Linked DNA regions of Rattus norvegicus: region 2 is linked to region 1. Evidence: chromatin contacts called from public Hi-C data. All regions are on one chromosome and are shown on one strand. The core of a region is the stretch at or near the end of the contact, and the rest is flanking DNA. Distances in the headings are between cores, read along the strand shown. Region 1 overlaps LOC100910150. Region 2 has its middle 86 kb from the start of Ctxn3.

Region 1 (3,584 bases), core at 521-3,020:
AATACTTGGAAAACCCTTGTCTCAGAAGTGGGTGCTTAATAAATGTTACTTTCCTTTCCCTTTTTTCCCCTTTTTTCCCTTTTTTCCCCTTTTTTCCCCTTTTTCCCCTTTGATTCAAGAACAAGAGATGAAATAAAACGAAGGCAGGCAAAAGCAACATAGAATGCGGGAAGTGAGAAAAATAGAAAATAATGAAGTAAAAGAAGAAAACTCCCCAAGAGAAGTTGTGCCAGTGGAGGGGGAGTGGCTTCTGGATATTTACATAGTAGCCACTTCAAAGGACTTCAGTTTTCCATAGTATCTTTTACAGGGAGTGAGGTCCAGCACTGTGGGAGGGACCTGAGTACACTTTTTAGCCAATTCTCTAGATAAAACAATGACCTATCTTAAAGAAGTAGAAGCTCTGATGAATTTGACATTTCCTCCTGTGCTGGTTTCCTGTCTCCCGGTGTTTGTTTAATAGGATGAAAACATATCTTTAGCAGCAGTTGTGAGATGTTCTTTTAAAGCAAGACTGTCAACGGACAGTTGGACCATGGGCTTCTCTGGAACCCTGAAGGAATGAATAGGACTCTTTATAGGCTCAGTCCTAATCCTCAGTTAGCCTAGGCTGATTTGCTGTTTTTCTGAAGCCATAGACAAGTAGGTTTTGATTACACACACATATAAGTAGATATGAATTCCTTTTCAGGACAAAGGGCACCGGGGGATAATGAACTTCACTTTTCACATACTAGGCTCCTAGATGCTTGGGACTTTAATAGCTACCTGGAAGCATGGGCTCCAATGCCTACTGTGCGGATAGAGGGTCTGGTAAAGAAAGCCTCATGGTCGGTAGGTGGCAGGGACCCTTGGACAGAAGGATTTCTGGAACAAGACTATACCACTGAAAAGATTTGATAAATCTCATCAATGTATCTGCATTTTATTTTTTCTGAGTCTTGTGTTAGTTTTTTCTTGTTTTAGCCACTTCTATTTTTGGGGCATGAGTGTTTTTTGTTTTTTGTTTTTTGTTTCTTTTTGGCCTGGAAATACCAACAGCTGGGTTATCAGATACATGGCATTACTACTACTACTACTACTACTACTACTAATCACCATTGATAAGATTGTATTATAAATGAGATCAATTGGGTCCATTCCAGTTGGAGATACATTTTCTTTTTATCTCATAAACAAAACCTGTACTTAACTGTCTCACAGACTCAGTACTTAGAAAGCTGACTTGGCAAAGGTTAGCAAGCTGGCAGAGCTAATGAGAAGTCACTGAACTCTATGCCCCCCACCCCACCCACACACACTCCAGGCAGTCTTTGGGCTGTCCTAATGATGGTGATGAGGAGGTCAAGGCTACAGCATCCCTCCAAACGACTCAGGAAGACTATTGCTTAGCCATGGGTACCAACTCTAGGACCAGGGAATTAACTGTCTACTGCTCAGAGTGGCTCATAGGAGAGCCCTGCACATTTGTCCTTTGTTCCACCCCAGCTCCAAGACACAAAGGGAGCTCTGTTCTTTGTTAGTCGGCCCCTATGGAGATTTCTGCTCCCTTCCCTTCCTAAGACCATTCCTGTGACCGGAAGGTGCTGAAAGAAACACATTTCAAGTAGTAAAAACAAGTGTCCAGGAAGGAGCTTTCAACAGCTTATAACAAACGAGGGACTCATGTTTCTCCACCTGGATCTGGAATGGACTGGAGAGAAACAGCAGAGAGCTGCGAGCAGCTGTCAGCAGGAGCCCTGGACTCAGCCACCCTGCTCTTAGCAGCACCAGTTGGCTGCTGAGTGACCACTATTTGACTTTTTTTTTTGTCCCTATATGTCCCTTCCTCCCCTTCCCCCTCCCCCACTTCCTTCCCTCCCTTTCTTTTTCTCTTTTCAGTTTTTGCTTTTCACATGGGATCTCACGTAGCCCCCGGCTGGCCTTCAATGTACCACATAGGTGAGGATTCCCTTGAGCTTCTGGTCCTTCTGCCTGTACCCCCTTGAATGTTGAGGTTACAGCTGTGTGCCACCAAGCCCAGTTTATTCAGTGCTGGGGACCAGACCCAGAACTTTGTTAGTGCTAGGGAAGTGCTCTCCCAACCAAGCTATATCCCCAGTCTCCATTCTTTTCTTCTCTTGAAACGATTTTAGAAAGGGTCTTGCTATGGAGACCGTGTTGGCTCCAGCCATGATTCCTCCCCTCCATGTTCAGCCTCCCTAGTGCTGTGATCCCCACAACACCTGGCTAGCTTTCTTTTCTTGTCTTTCTTCCCCCTACTCTGCTCAGAATTCCTACTCCTGCTATTGTGACTCCAGTTTCCATCTCTCTGCTCAGCAAATCCCCTTTAATTCTACCTGAATGTGTGTTTGCTTCTTTGTATCATGGCTATGGGTGCAACAATAGCTATAGGGTTCTTGAGAGGGTTCTGCGATCCCTTTACCTCAGTATGTCTCCCGTCAGCCTCTGAGGTTACAGTGTATTCATCAGGATAGGCTGACTTTTGCACCGGAGCAATTTCAGAGTTGCTGTGAGACTGTCATTTTGCTTTCTCATTCAGGAATGCTCCCTTGGGAAACTTACGGATGCAGGTATTCAAGAACCTTTCACAACATGGTTGAAACGTCTCAGTTGTGGTGGCTTCGACGAGAATGGTTCCCATAGGCTTATATATTTGAATGCTTGGTCTGTAGTTAGTGCAACTCTTTGGCAAGGGTTAGGAGGTATGGCCTTTTTGGAAGAGATGTGTCATTGAGGGTCAGCTTTGAGGTTTCAAAAGTCCACCACAGGTCCTCTCACGTCTCTCCCTCTCTCCCTCCCTCTGCCTGCCTAACTGCCTACCTCACTACCACTACTCTTCCTACTATGATGAAATCAGCTAACTCTCTGAAGCTGTAGGAAAGCCCTCAGATAAATACAATTCTTTTATAAGACTTACCTTGGTCATAGTGTCTCTTCATAGCAATGGAACAATGACTAAGACATCAACTTTTGGTAGAGAGGACGTAGATGACTACTTTGATGTTCTAAGGTGGAGCCTATGACTGGTATCACAACACTTTGTGATACAGGGTCCCTCCTAGTTGCAAGGGAACCAGAAAATATGTTCGAGATAGAAACAAAATTGTGCGGTGTAGCATTGTCTGTACTATATGTTGGCCTTATCATCACTGCAAACATTCTGTCATTGGCTAGCCAACAAATACAACTCTAGAACTACACTTTCAACTTTGGACTCTACCTTTTCTGTCTACGAATGAGGATAGTAATCCCCTCTACTACCTTTTACAGACTTTGCTGTAGTGGTAAAAATAAAAACAAAATGCACCAACTTATGCTATTTCCAACACCGTAGGGCCATGTGACATCTGTGGGGTATTTTCATCTCGATCCGCAAAATGTCTCCAACCAATCTTGCTGCCATGGTTAGCCCCAGAAGCGAACGCCCTTCTAGTTCCCACAGCACGGGTTGCCACCACATCAGTCCCACACAGAAACCACCTATCTCTTGGCTCTCTGGTGTTCACATTCCCTGTATCCGCCTCCTGTGGTTATAGTCACAACTCCAGTAACCCGTTAGAATCAAAACTTAATAAGCTTGT
Region 2 (3,453 bases), core at 867-3,366, 150 kb after region 1:
GAGTTAGGGAGGAGGTGTCAGCAGGGACAGACCTGAATCTGAAGGGACTCTGAGCAGACAGCAGACAGGTGAAGACATAGAAGCCCATGGACGTCTACCAAGCCGAGAGAAAAAGAACAGACAGCATCAATGAAGAGATGAAATATCAAACAAAAAGCTTGGTCACTACAAACTCTTCTGAATCTCCAATATGGATAGAAGTGACTACACTTCTGAGGAGAGGCCCTGGGTACCTGGCCTGTTAGAAGTCTCGAATTTTAGAGACACTGTCTAAAAATGAACTGTGTCAAAATCCTCTCCTATAAAGGTAGACTCTATGACTGCTTTCTTTTTAGCAACCTTTCCTTTTGCACGTATTGTCTGCACTAGCTAGCTTAATTCTATACCTGATTGAACTTTCCACTTGTTGTTGCCAAATTATACCTGTGAGAATTCTCTTTTGATGTTTGTTTTCAATCAGCTAGAAGGTTATAATACCAAACTATTCTTTTTCAGTTGGCTTAATGGAATTATTATTATTGATTGAGTGTAATCGGTTGACACGTTTACCTGCTTTATTTGATTAAAGCTTGGCCTTTGTAATGGCACCACTGCCACCTAAAACCATGGCTATCCCCTCAGGTCCTCTGCTACCTCAGTCTCATCCTTGGTCCTGGAAAACAGGACTTCCTAGGGCTGTGAACTCTGTCCGTGTCATGGGCATGGTACATGGAAAGCATTGCTCAAAGAAACCATTGTCAAGACTCAGTATGGAGGACAGTCGCTTTTATACAACCATCTTCAAGCTGCCGAGCTCCCTATCAGTCAACAGCTATTTATTTGGCTTCAATCACAGGCTCAGTAAAGTCCTAGGTGACCGCTGTGCACACAAACCGGACTAGCAGTAGTCAAGTCTATTATATTAGTGACCTTGAACCAGCTCTCCAAGTTTGAAGAAGTTTAATGGCTGACACAGATGAGTTAAGTCATCTAAGGACACAGAAATAAAGGCACTAAGAGCCAACGATAGGATACAGAGAATGAGCTGGGATAGACTAGAGAATTTAAGGAGAACAAACAAAACAGGGAAAGTCATATGTTTTCCTATAAACTCTCATGTGAGAAACTTCTACAGTTAAAAACAAGTTTATGCTTACATTGTATATGCTTGTTTCATAAATAAGCTATTAATCTAAATACAAGTTCACCTAGTTTGGCATTTTTACTGTAATTAAAGAATATGTGTATGGTTAAAATTATTTACTAGTTTTTTAGTTTGATCACCTGAACTACATGTCCAGAGATTGACTTGACATTTATGTTGAAACATTTAAGAGACCTAAAGTTAAAAATTACAAATAGGAGTTATTGAGTTATTAGAATTTATCCTTTGAGAAATCAGTCTTATTTAAACACAATATTATCACTTGTACTTTGCATTGTGATGTCATATAACCATATTCTTCTTAAAAACTCATTTCCAAGCTTGCTTATAATAAACTTTGATGCATTCATCCCCTCTGTTAGCCTCCTTCTCCCTCCAGTCCTCCTTTCCCTTTCAGATCCTAATGTCCCCCTTATATTCAAGTCTCCCTTCTTTCCTCCATGCACAGGATAAAATATGCTGCACTTTGTGAGACTGACTTATATGACAAGCCACAATGATCTCCAGTTCCATCCATTTTCCCGTTTATGGCATATCGTTCTTCTTTATGGCTAAATAAAACTCCACTGTGTATATTTGCCACATTTCCTTTGTCCATTCATCAGTGGGCAGCGAGGCTGACTCTAGCTTGGCTATTGTGAGCATCATTGCGATAAACATAGATGTGTAGGCATCTCTGAGGGATGCTGACCTGGACTCCTTTGGGTACAATAACCAAGAATGGTATAGGTGGGTGGAATGATAGTTCTGGCTTTGTTTTCTTGAGGACCCCACAATGCTGACTTTCACAGTGTCTACACTCATTCACATTCCTCTCTGTAGTGTGCAAGTGTACCCTTTGATGGAATTCTCACATTTTTGTTTCCAGGCAACAAACTGTTAATTAGTATAATTTACCCGTCAATTGTTTTTTAGTGTATGTGCTGCTGAAGCGAGCATGCCTGTCAATTTTTTAACCCTCGAGAGTGTTCATTGTTATGAGGAACACAAGTATGCAGTGTCTGCATTCTCATGAGTCAAACTCATCCCAGTTCTTCCCTTCCCGTCCTACAAAATGAACAATGACCGACTGTATTTTGCCTTCTTAGGTCTTCTGGAACTTGGGGTACCCCTCCAGTCAAATCTTCATGTTGTGCTTACTTCTAAATTTATTCTTAAGTTTTATTTTTTTCATTTGGTTAATGAAATTGCTTCTTACTGAGAAGTTTGCCTTTGTATAAGCTTTTTCTCTTAGTCAGTGAAGGGAGCCACTGGGATGCTTAAGAAAATAGGGGAGAACAGCTTGTGCCTGGGCGCATGCGCAGGTGCAGACCCTGCATTTTACAGTTTCCTGGGGCTTTGCTGCCCCTGGACTGTAGGATGAGTCCCTCATACTGTCTTCATGAAAGCCCTTTGCTTCCAGTCTTCAGTAGCAGTCTCTTTGGCTTCGCTTTACATCACAGAGCGTCTCTGTCTTACACATTTAAACTTCTTGGTTGGGGAAGTTCGGGTGTTTGGAGGAAAAGAACTAAGAAATGGATTAACCGATCTTGACACAGATTTTTAAAACTTTTCTCTTGATATCCAACTCCAGGCAAGATGATTCTCCCCGGCAATGGAGCCAGCTCCACATACTTCTGTGTGATAGTTTGGCCTCTTGATGATTTTCCATTTCTGAAAAAAAAATGTCCTGCAGCACGGGTTTATTCCTAAGTATGAATATCCAGGGACCGCCTTCGAGGCTGCTTTTTTGAGAACATTTGAGCCCACTAAAGTATCATTATTATACATATACGTATACACTTGTAAGTACACCCTGCTGAGATCACTCAGTGTTGCTCATGCGTATTTAGGGCTGATCTCTTGGGATTGGTGAATCTTTGGGGGCAGGGGTTATCCTTGAAGAAGACTTGAGACCCTACCTCACAGTAGCCATTGATTGCCTGTAGTTCTTCTATGAATAAAACCTCTCAAGAATCCCTCACCTACTCTGCTATGTCAATTGGTGGTGTCATTTTTCAGGTTTTGCTTAATCAACCATATGGTTGCGATTTTGATACGACTCCTCTATCGTTCCTAGAAAACACTGTCTCAGTGCTCGAACTCTTAAAATTTTTCTACTCCTCTTCTGGGATGTTTTCCTGAGATTTAAGTTTAGGGCTTTTTGTGTAAAATGTATCAGTTGGGGCTCGACATCACACAAGTGTTTTCTGTTTTTTGACAAGTTGTGACTCTACTCTTAAAATTACTGAATCACTCTGGTGTAAGGAGGACTTTGGGCTCCACATTGCCTTTACCAACACTGTTCTAGGCCTAAGATATTCATTCAT

What was found. A called contact is a pair of places that touch in the nucleus more often than the background predicts.
Region 2: a Hi-C map of mammary epithelial cells shows a contact between it and region 1, with 3 times the contacts expected there. The contact joins two enhancer-like sites. A contact is called at or near these places in 10 of 12 Hi-C or Micro-C datasets (the A7r5 cell line, the Rat2 cell line, Schwann cells and 6 more) and 1 of 1 datasets of contacts at active chromatin or transcription factors (oligodendrocytes).

Annotation. Positions count from the first base shown.
Region 1 is chr18:53,058,806-53,062,389 of GRCr8, forward strand. All of the region lies in intron 3 of LOC100910150, which reads left to right. Among named protein-coding and RNA genes, the nearest start is that of Prrc1, 50 kb to the left of the region's middle. Within about 2 kb of position 1,771, at least 39 of the 93 cell types and tissues checked have an H3K27ac peak or open chromatin away from gene starts, as enhancers often do.
Region 2 is chr18:53,213,290-53,216,742 of GRCr8, forward strand. No RefSeq gene overlaps it. Among named protein-coding and RNA genes, the nearest start is that of Ctxn3, 86 kb to the left of the region's middle. Within about 2 kb of position 2,117, at least 15 of the 93 cell types and tissues checked have an H3K27ac peak or open chromatin away from gene starts, as enhancers often do.